Regions from separate parts of the Mus musculus genome. Here regions 2 and 3 are each linked to region 1. A link is a contact called in public HiChIP or PLAC-seq and promoter capture Hi-C data. All regions are on one chromosome and are shown on one strand. Each heading gives the region's core, a stretch centred on a gene start, on an enhancer-like site or on the middle of the called end of the contact. The rest is flanking DNA. Distances are from core to core; before and after follow the strand shown.

Evidence for each region. Promoter capture Hi-C pulls out the DNA fragments that hold promoters and counts their contacts. HiChIP or PLAC-seq counts read pairs in DNA pulled down with a chosen protein or histone mark.
Region 2: a contact with region 1 is called in a CTCF HiChIP or PLAC-seq map of CD8 T cells, with 9 read pairs. The contact joins the enhancer-like site here to the promoter of P2ry12 in region 1. A contact is called at or near these places in 7 of 39 promoter capture datasets (the 3T3-L1 cell line, the C10 cell line, the HPC-7 cell line and 4 more), 1 of 15 datasets of contacts at CTCF or cohesin (CD8 T cells), 5 of 484 Hi-C or Micro-C datasets (CD8 T cells, LSK cells, common lymphoid progenitors and 2 more), 2 of 115 datasets of contacts at active chromatin or transcription factors (CD8 T cells and effector CD8 T cells) and 4 of 9 other capture datasets (adipose tissue, liver, macrophages and 1 more).
Region 3: a contact with region 1 is called in a promoter capture Hi-C map of macrophages, with 10 read pairs. The contact joins the promoter of P2ry14 here to the promoter of P2ry12 in region 1. A contact is called at or near these places in 6 of 39 promoter capture datasets (the HPC-7 cell line, embryonic stem cells, epiblast stem cells and 3 more), 9 of 484 Hi-C or Micro-C datasets (CD4 T cells, LSK cells, bone marrow-derived macrophages and 5 more), 8 of 115 datasets of contacts at active chromatin or transcription factors (CD8 T cells, the HPC-7 cell line, bone marrow-derived macrophages and 4 more) and 3 of 9 other capture datasets (adipose tissue, liver and pancreatic islet).

The regions. Positions count from the first base shown.
Region 1 is chr3:59,261,472-59,264,780 of GRCm38.p6, forward strand. P2ry12 (purinergic receptor P2Y, G-protein coupled 12) reads right to left here and starts at 1,514. Exons shown (of 5, transcript NM_001357008.1): 1 at 1,303-1,514. It overlaps Med12l (mediator complex subunit 12-like), which reads left to right. Exons shown (of 44, transcript NM_177855.3): 33 at 403-512; 34 at 739-874; 35 at 1,654-1,815.
Region 2 is chr3:59,079,223-59,082,531 of GRCm38.p6, forward strand. All of the region lies in intron 10 of Med12l (mediator complex subunit 12-like), which reads left to right. Among named protein-coding and RNA genes, the nearest start is that of Gpr171, 21 kb to the right of the region's middle. Within about 2 kb of position 1,514, at least 83 of the 459 cell types and tissues checked have an H3K27ac peak or open chromatin away from gene starts, as enhancers often do. A contact at or near this core is called in CD8 T cells, the HPC-7 cell line, LSK cells and 1 more, where this site is marked.
Region 3 is chr3:59,128,929-59,132,237 of GRCm38.p6, forward strand. It overlaps P2ry14 (purinergic receptor P2Y, G-protein coupled, 14), which reads right to left and starts at 1,834. Exons shown (of 2, transcript NM_001287124.1): 1 at 1,566-1,834. The coding sequence starts at 1,568. All of the region lies in intron 15 of Med12l (mediator complex subunit 12-like), which reads left to right.

The sequences.
Region 1 (3,309 bases), core at 264-2,763:
AAGGGCATCTCCAGGGATATTATAGTGGCAGGCTCAGATGCAATAATAATCGAATATCACACAATTGCAGGTGATGAGACAGAGTTTTGATGCTATTCAGGTTTAACTGCAGTTATGTCTAAAACTAAGTACCATGAGAGACTGATGAGAAGAGAAAGGTAATTTTGTGACTGCCCACATTCAAGTGTTACACTTTCTGTTAAGTTTTGAATGCCTAGCCTCTGTGGAAAGAACCATAAACAGTGATAACCACATAGCTAGAAGAGACAGTTGTAGGATAATCCATAGTGTGGCTAGCAAGAACCAGTTCTTAACATCACTTCTGGTTTAACAAATCAACATTTGGGCACATATGGTAATAGGGGTAGCAATACAAAATCTTTATCATATTTTGTATGCTAGGTAGGAGGAATGTTTGACACGGTACAGCGGAGCACGCAGGGGACCACCGACTGGGCCCTCCTACTCCTCCAGATAATTACTTCGGGAACTGTTGACATGCACACTAACAAGTATGTTGGGTTTTTGTTTTGTTTTATTTTGTTTTTTATCATTTTATACCTTTTTTTTTCCCCTGCATGCATGCATGGTACAAGCTTTTGTCTACTGACAGGAAATTCTGCCACTTACTGATTTAGCTGTCATTAAAAACTTAGCACTTTCAGTAGAAATGCTTAGGCAATTCTGTGTGTCCGGGTTTTGTTTGTGAGAATAAAATGGGGTTTTCTTTCTTCTCAGTGAATTATTCACAACGGTTCTTGACATGCTGGGTGTTTTAATCAATGGAACCCTGGCTTCTGACCTATCAAGTGCTTCCCCCGGGGGATCAGAAGAGAACAAACGTGCATACATGAACTTAGTAAAGAAACTGAAAGTAAGCTTGTGATCAGCCTCTACTCTGAAATCATGTTGTTTATGGATTATTGTCTTAATTTCCTCCTCATTAATCTACATGTGTAGCTGATTCAGCAGATTGTGGTTATTTGTTATCTTACCTACTCTGTCAGTCCTTCAAAATTACAAGCATGATATTTGAACGATTTTTTTCTCTGAAAAGGTGTGCTCAAATAAAATGTGTTTTAATTTTTAAGGATTTTAAAAATGCATTATCAGATATCTAACCAAAACTCCAGTGTCAGATTTCCTTTGAACCCATGCTTGGATTTACACATGCAAGTGGGAAAAAAAAAAATGAGCTCTGCATTGAATTTGTAAATCCACTAACAGTCCTGGACATGAACGGCAAATAGACATTGCAAATACATAATCTGAAGACGTTACAGTAAAAAAGCTGATGGTTACCTTGCACTGTGACCCTGGATACGGGAAAGTGTCCGTGCGGCAGCTCCTGCTGTGTGACAGCAAATGACACTGGCGTTTTGTCATTTCAGCACTCTGATTTGTCATGGAGAACAAGACTGCCTTTGTGTGCACCCTGATTTTCTACTTGAATAGAAGAAATGAAACATTTCACCAGTCCAATTTGCAGCTGTTCCATAGACTGCGCTAAGGACTAAAGACATACTAGCCCTAAAAAAAAGGAAATGTGTCACTGGGGAACTTCCTTCTTGTTAGCTTTTGCTTCATTGTAAAGTCAGAATTTTTGCCTCACTTCTCTCTTGCTTTTACATTTTTCCCCCCTCTTTCTTCTAGAAAGAACTAGGAGACAAGAGGTCAGAAAGCATTGACAAAGTTCGACAGTTGCTGCCTTTGCCAAAGCAGACCTGCGATGTCATCACGTGTGAACCCATGGGTTCTTTGATCGATACAAAGGGAAACAAAATTGCTGGATTTGACTCTATTGATAAAAAACAGGCAAGAGTAAATGTTTTTTCCCACATATATAAATATATCTAGTTATAGAAGCCAAGTGACTTTTCTTAATTTTCAGTGGTATAATTTTTGTCATCAAAGCACAATAGCTATTGGCATTGCAAAAAGAAAAAGAAAAAAGCCATTATCTTCAAAGATCTCCCAATTAAAATGCTTATCTGGACTTCAGGGCATTTCTAGAATCTACCAAAAACTTAAGTAACAGCTTAGCATAAGAAATAAAAGTAAAATAAAATTATTATTTTACATCAGGATAGGAAACAAGCTATGTTTATATAAGAAAATGTGTGCTGATAAGAATTTTCATTTGCTGAGTAAGCAGTATTTAGTAAAACTTGTGTTACAACACTACGTAGTCTCTAAGAAGCAGTATTAGATGGGCATTTGCTTTCTATACAACGCTTTGGAAGGTTCTTTAAAATAACAGAAAGGCCAGCCTGAGTAGCCATTGGCACTGCAGCAATGGAGATGGTGGAGGGAATCCCTGCCCTTAGGGGGAAGTAGATGCACTTTTACATGCAACGGGACGTGCAGGTCAGGTCATGATGGCACCAACGGGGAACGGTTTAAGTCACACAGGCAGAGGTAGTCAGAACAGGGGTCCTACAATAGTGGACACACAGACCATCCTGACGGACTAAGTATACAGAAAAGTATAGGACAGGTGGGGAAAGTTTAAGGAAAGGCAAGAAAGGTGACTGTTAAGAGGAAAAACCATGCCACCAGAATTCAGAGTTAACTCAAATGCCATAGCAGTGTGGCCATGGGAGGGGAAAACCAGAAGTCACAATAAGGGTGACTTGGGCTTCTTTCAGAAGGCATCCAGGAGCCATTTAGATGTGAGTTCTACTCAGGAGAACGATTTCATCACATGGCAGACAGCAGTGGGTGGTGACATTACTGGTAGTGTCAGAAGAAGTCACACTTAAAGAGGAAGACAGACAAAAACAGATATGCTCACATGGGGGGCGGGGTACCTTGGCCGTTTTGAGGAGAAATGTCTTTAAATAGGTATACTTGCAAAATTACTAAGAAATGTTACCCATTAGTATTACAAATAAAAGCATGCTATTTTTCAGAAACAAAATTGAATTCCTTACCTGGATTCAGTAAAGATACCTTGGAATTGAAAGACTTAATTTGTGTTGTACCTGTTTCTGTAATTAATTTTCTCCCAAAAAATTTTATTCAGAGAAAGCCACATACATGTACATGAAATATATACTAAATTGAGTTCATACATCAGAGGCAGACTATATATTGACTTTTAAATCTTGTATAATACTAAAAATAATGGATTCCTGAGATGGTTCTAACAGCAACTTTACAGGATACTTGAGAGATTATATTTTCTACAACATACTTGAATGAGAATGTCATTTTATACTAAAATATTTTAGCTCACTTTTAGATGCCTTAAGGAGTGTCAGGTGGTACAGAGCACTGGAGAACTGAACTTGCAAAGTCCTGAACCCC
Region 2 (3,309 bases), core at 264-2,763, 180 kb before region 1:
TAAGACCCCAGTCTGCCTTCAGTGACACTTCCCCAGCAAGGTTCCACATCTTAAAGGGCCCATAACCTTCCCAACTACCACTGGTTGGAGACCAGGTATTGGAAAATGTGAGGGTGTAGGGGATATTCGTACTCAGACCCCAATGCTACCTGTCTGACTGTATTTGATCTGAGAAAGCAGGGTAGAATTTGAGCCACATCTTAAGGAAGGCATTCTCTGCTATGCATGTGTCATGGTATTCGCCACTAGAGGGCAGTATGGGCTTTAGACCAAGTCCTGGATGATGTAGCAGTTTGGATGGGGATGCAAGAGAGGTTTAATGGTGATTTGAATATTGATTGCATTCTGGGAAGAGATGTGAGTGGCTTTGTGGTTAATGTGGTGCCTTTGAGTAAAACAAAGACAGTATTGTTAACTTTTAGTTCACGCTTCCTAACTTTTAATCTGGGAGGATATCTGTATGGACGGCCCCTTCTGTAACATTAAATATTTAAACATTAATGTTTAAATACTTAAAATGTTAAGTTTATAGCATTAACATCTTTAAAACGTGGCTTTAGTTTTTAATATGCATTTATATTAAGGCATGTATTTATGTATAAGTTTGCAAGTGACAGTTTTACTTGTCCATTTACAATTTTAAATAATGATAACAGACGGTTTTACTTGTCCACTGAACCAAAGAATCAACCTCCCCTCCCCTCCCCTTCCCTCCCCTCCCCTCTCCTCCCCTCCCCTTCCCCTCTCCTCCCCTCTTTTTCTGTTCCCTTTCTTTTTCCCTTCTTATTTGGAGATAAGGTCCTCTGTGGCTCAGGGAGACTTCTGAACTCCAAATCTTCCTGCCTTGCCTGCTTAGTGCTGAGATTGCTGGCGTGTGCCACCGTGCCTGGCTCAGGAGCCACTGTTTTCCTGAGCACTGAGTTACTTGTTATTCCTGGAATTCACATGTAAATATTGGATGGTAGCTGTGTGGCTTAGAGCAAGTTACTCACAGTTGTGTGCTCAGAGTTTTCGCATAGTTATACAACACTTGAGCATGAATATCCATTGAGATTATAAAACATAATAAGTATGTTCCAAAAATTGCTACTGTGGCCAGTAATAAAATAGCTTATATTTTATTGGAAGAACCAACATTATGTACCTGTTCTCTAGTAAGATGGAGATATATTGAGTGGTTGGTTAAGACTCAGATATGTATCTCCCATCTTTAAAATGTACCTCCTTTTTTTCTTGGGTCCTATAATTTGTCCAGGATTGATGTTGCATGCGTGGTGGGAGATAAAGTTAGCAACCTCTCTCTAGTCATGGTGGTTTGATGTTTGCTTTTACAAGGGGTGTTCTTTCTCATACCAGCTGGGGGGACCTCAGCCCCTCCTGTCTCTGTAGTCCTTGCAGACTGCTTTGTAATGGCTAAGAGGGAAATCTGATCCTTCACATCCTTGTAGGAGGTGGAGAGTCCTGATTTGCGTACAGCCTCAGCTTCAATAGTCAGCTAAAGTCCGTTAGAAATTGTAGAGTACAGGTGAGAACATTTGACACCAGGCTCTGCCTGTGGTGAGAGGAGCTGACCCTGCCCGTGCTGGGGGCACGCTTTCACTAATAGCTCATGGAATGTGAGCTGCTTTTACTCTTTCCCTGCTGGGGCGGTGTCAACTTGAGTGCTGCTGTAAAGAAGGTAGGGAATGCACCTTGTGTTTTAGTATTTTTTCCACTCTGTGTCTTATAAAAGGAAGAAATTCTCGCATTCAATTCAGAGCTCAGAGGCTGTCTGACAGTGGCCTCTGGGCCCAGCAGTCACCTGAGGGGAGTGAACCACGGAGCCCTCAGCTTCCCGGTACTGACTAGGCAGTTACTGGTGACCTCATCTCCAGGCCGCCAGGTGGGGAGGGCCCCACAGCTTTGCAGAGCTCTTGGACCACTTCCTTCCTCTTGGCCTCTCTGCTTTTGATCCTGCCTGGTGTGAGAGCAGAGGCTGCACTGCACGTTTGGGCGCTTCAGGAACGTGGAGAAGAGGGAAGACCCAAGGGTGGCAGGCAGGAAAAGCTGCTTTTCAATTCTCTTTCTGGGGCCCCTGTGAACAGACTTCTTTCCAAGTAATGAAACAGCCAGGCCAGATGCCCCAGCCAGAGCAGAGTGCTTCAGGACAGCACAGCATGGGTCGTTTTCTCAGTCTCTGCTCCTAGTATCACCATGAAACTCCAACCGCAAAACCTACATAGTGCTTGTTTATGATGGTTTCATACCAGTTTGTGCTCAAAGTTTAGAGTTCTTAGGTAACAGAAGTCTCAAGTTCAGCATGTCCTGTACTTACCTGAGTCCACCCGGTTTAGGCATTGTGCTTGATTACTGTCACCAGAAATAGGAGGGCTTTGTTTCTTTCTTGGCTGTGCTTGGGCACAGTTACCTTTCTCAGACGCCTGCTCTGTGATGTCAGGGGCTGTGCCTTATGCCTTCCATCACATCCTTAGTCCCTGGCCTCATGCCTGCCACATCATTCCAAGGATGTGGGTGTGTTTTCTTACTTTGGGCTTCTGAGCTCACTGAAAGGCTGCTGGTATGGTGACAGGGAGGAGGATATACCACTAGGATTTGTCTTGAAGGAGAGGGGTTCACGGATTCATGAAAGGTGTATTACAGTTGGTGTACAGTCAGACAAGAGAGGAAGGTATTTGCAAGTGGAGGCAGGGGCATGGCTGACAGGAAGCCCCTCAGCTGTGAAATCAGCAGGCTTTGAGGTACCTGTGGATAATTTGCTTACATTTATAAAAGGGCATGTCATTGCTAGATGACATAAGATGTTGTGAACCCATTATTAGTGCAGCATTAAGTATTCATAGTGCCTCTCATGTAACTAGGCACTTAATAGCAATAGCTACTTAATGTAAGGAAAACAAGTCCATATAAGTATAAGCCAAGGAGGTACCATCAAGTATGTCAGTCAGTTTTCCATTGCTGGGACAGAATACTTAACTGAGGGAAGATTTATTTTGGATCATTATATTGTAGAGGTTTTACCCCATGGTTACTGGGCCTGATGTCTCTGGGTCTATAGTGGATATGAATAATCATGGAGGGGAGTATGTGGTATGCTGATGGAGAGCAGAAGGAGAAGAGGGGAGGGGGAAGGTAGAGAGAGGGGGGAAGAAGGGAGAAAGAGGGGGAAGTCCACATTCTAACCACCTAACAGTGGGGTTGAGTATGCGCCCTTTGTAATAGTATTTCAGTGTCATTGGAGTTCAGTGGTCTCTCTCTCTCTCTCTTTCTCTCTCTCTCTCCCTCCTTCCTTCCTTCCTTCTCCCTCTTTCT
Region 3 (3,309 bases), core at 584-3,083, 130 kb before region 1:
GGCAGGGAAGGAATAGCTGGATTCTGGAGAGTGCAGGCCACGCAGGGCGGGCTGCACTTGGTGGATCTAGTAGGTAGTTATGGGCTCCCTGTTCTTTGATACAATATTCAGTTTTCTGGAGGAGTTAACATGATTTGTAAGTTGCTACATAAGGTGTCCTTTCTCCTGAGTCTCACATATGACTGTAACTTTCTCAGTTTTGGATTACAGGTTGAGTAATTTTGTGCTGATTTCGCTCTGGCAGTACTGCCTCTCATTTACTGAGTTACTAGTGCAGAGGATGGGAAAAGAAGTAAATTTTTATTGAACAGCTGCTATGGGCAAGATATATAAGCCTTAGGGGTTTTTTTTTTTTTTAATTGTTGATATCTATTTGCTTAAATAGGTACTAGGACAGAGGTGAAGCGGGTTAAAAAGTTAAAAACCCAAACAAATAATGTTATTCAGGATCTCAGCATATCAAGATTTAGCTGTCTATCTGCAAGCTTGCTTCGCCCCCCCCCCCCTTTTTGGGACTCCAATAATATTAACTATTTTCTATAACTCGATTACTGCCCTTATTATGTAAACATCCAGCTAAAGGGCTAGCCAGTTCTGCACAGTCTTGCATTTCTCTCCTATTCATGCATAAATTACATTTTTTATTAGTCATAGTCATTGTATGCTAGAGACAAGGAAATAGATTGGGAGCCGGATGGTTTCTCTGAGTACTAGTCTTGCCCTTTAATTAGACAAGTCACCTTGACTCTGAAACTTGCTAAACTCAGTTTCAGATTGGTAAGACAGAGACATACAGAGATTTTTTTTTCCAGTGTCCCCTGCCTATTCGGAACACCCAGTGACCTGACGATCTGACAGCATGTGTTCCAAGTCTTAAAGGTGGAGGACAGTAACCTATGAGCTCAGTGCATGGACCTGTTAACTAGAAATCCTCCCTGTCATATAAAATCATGACATGCTGTCACAGTGTCTCTTGGCTCTTGTGCACATGACATGAGCTAAAGGCAGAGAAGGGTCTTCTTTATTTTTAGGAAGAGTGGTCATAGGTATTTTATACCCCAACCCATAACAATTTCTTGTGATTAGCTAATATTTTAAAGTTGTCAGGATATAGTAAATACTGAATTTACTTCTTTTAAACTTCCTTCAGCATGAGGGCACGCTGTGGTTGAGTCTCAAAACCTCTCCCTACAGTTGCAAGTTTACAAATTTTCCATCAAATGAGGTTTTTTTTTTTAACCTATCAATCTTTAGGTGGTTGAATAAATAAACTAGAGCTTACCATAAGTATATTTTAGGTTACAAAAATGTTAGTCAGGCTTCATTTAAGTTACTTTACAATTTACAGAAAAGTAGACTATAGATGGAACTTTGTAAGTATCTTCTTCATCCTCGCCACTCGTGAATTGAAACTAAAACCACTCTTTACGTATTTTTTTTTAAGCCTTAGAGGAAGAAATCAGAACTTAAGGATCAAGGAAATGAAAATATAAACCCTAAGACACAAGCACCAGGAGGCCACTCTGATTCCTCTTTCTCTCTTTTGAAATTAGAGTGTGACTTACCATTGCGTCCCCGTCCCCATCCGTAGCCCAGGCATCAGTGTGTCTGGAGGACAGCAGGGACTCCCTTACATGAACTCCTTCACGTCTGGCTTCAGCTCTGCTGGGGTGGCGGCCTTCATGCTCTGTATTTGTTTTCTTTCCTAAGCATTTTAGTTATTGAGCTGCCTTTGCTCCGAGGGTTGCGTCATAACCCAGCTGCACTTGTCCCCTTCACAGGATCAGATAACTCCTTTTAACCCCATCTCTGCTACTGCACACTGCTATTCTGCATCAGCCTGAGAGCTTGCTTAAAAGAGGAACTCCCAATTCCTAGTCCGTGAGCCCACAGAAGAAAATCATGCTTCATTACCTTGCTGAACGTAGGGAAAGTCCAGTCTCACCTATAAATCCAGTGTTCCATTCATCACATAGGAACAATTTCGGAGACTCAAAGTGCAGAAAGCCATCTTACTTTGGGATTACCTGTAGTCTTTGACTCTACCCTGAACTGGATGGAATTTTCCTACTTACCAATTCTTCTGGCCTCCACAGTCCCTGTAGGTAAGATTGGTTCAGCGACTTAGTATAACATCTGACTGGTACTGAGGGAAATGTACTTTGCTTTTTAGCTTGGGCTGTTCATGTTGACAAGCGGGAAGTGCTGCATTAGGGCTCAAACCAAAACATTTAAAGTACCCTCTGAAATGTTGATGGCTCGCCAAATTCCTGAGCATCCAGCAGTACAGATTTCCACCAGCTTTTGGAGGCCGGCTCTAGTTTGTGCTTATATAAGTTGGAGCTGATGTAGATTTGCTAAGGGTTACAGATTGTCAAGGCCTGATCAAGGGTAAACAGCATGAAGGGGTGTGTGAAGAGGGAGAGGAACCCAGCCGGCAGGAGGATGGATTGTTCCCATGTCTAGCCATGACCTTTTGTGTGAAGCTGTAGTAATAATAGCTACAGTGTTCTCTGTTTGGATTCATTTTAAAGTTTTGATTCACATGGTTTTAACTAGCTAAGGTTCCCCCACTCCCCTTTGCTTTATTTTTTCTGGAAAACTGAACATTTATCTGAGAGTAAAGCACACCTGTGTGGGTGTCCACAGGAGCCTTGCCCTGTACTGGCAATGCAGCAACAGATGAGCAGAGAGTGGTTCAAAAGATGCCAGCCCCCTCTTTGGGACACACATGCCCTGTCCTTGTGGGATGCTAATTGTGCCCAGTCTGCACCATCCTTTAGTGGTGCGTAGGGACTTCCGACCTTTCTCCAGTTTATCAGCACAACTCCGGTCTGATTTTGGATAGCACTATTTCCATGTTGGTTTGCTAACTGACCTGTTTCTGAGTATTTAACAAATTGTTCCCATGGATTTTTTTTTTTTTTTTTTTTTTTGCTCTCCAGTTGTACTCTGGATTAACACAATACCACACCATCTCTCTGTACCATTATGCCGAGGTTCCTCCATGTGCTTAAGCCAACTTTGAATGCTTCCACCCAGCACTGGACCTGGAGCATTTTCTCTGGTCTTTCTTAGATTTCTCTCTCTTTTTTTTTTGGTCTCACCATTTTCCCCTCCCGCCCAACTCTGTCTTACCGAATCAAAAGTAAAAGTTCCTCAAACTGTCTCGTATCTCCTAAGCAACTATCAAACTGTTCTTCTAGCATCCTTTGCAGATGCATTAGAAAATAGTTCCTGTGTGCTGTCTTCACTTCCCTTCTACCTTGTAATCTATTTTCCTGTGTGACTTCATGGAAACTGCACAAA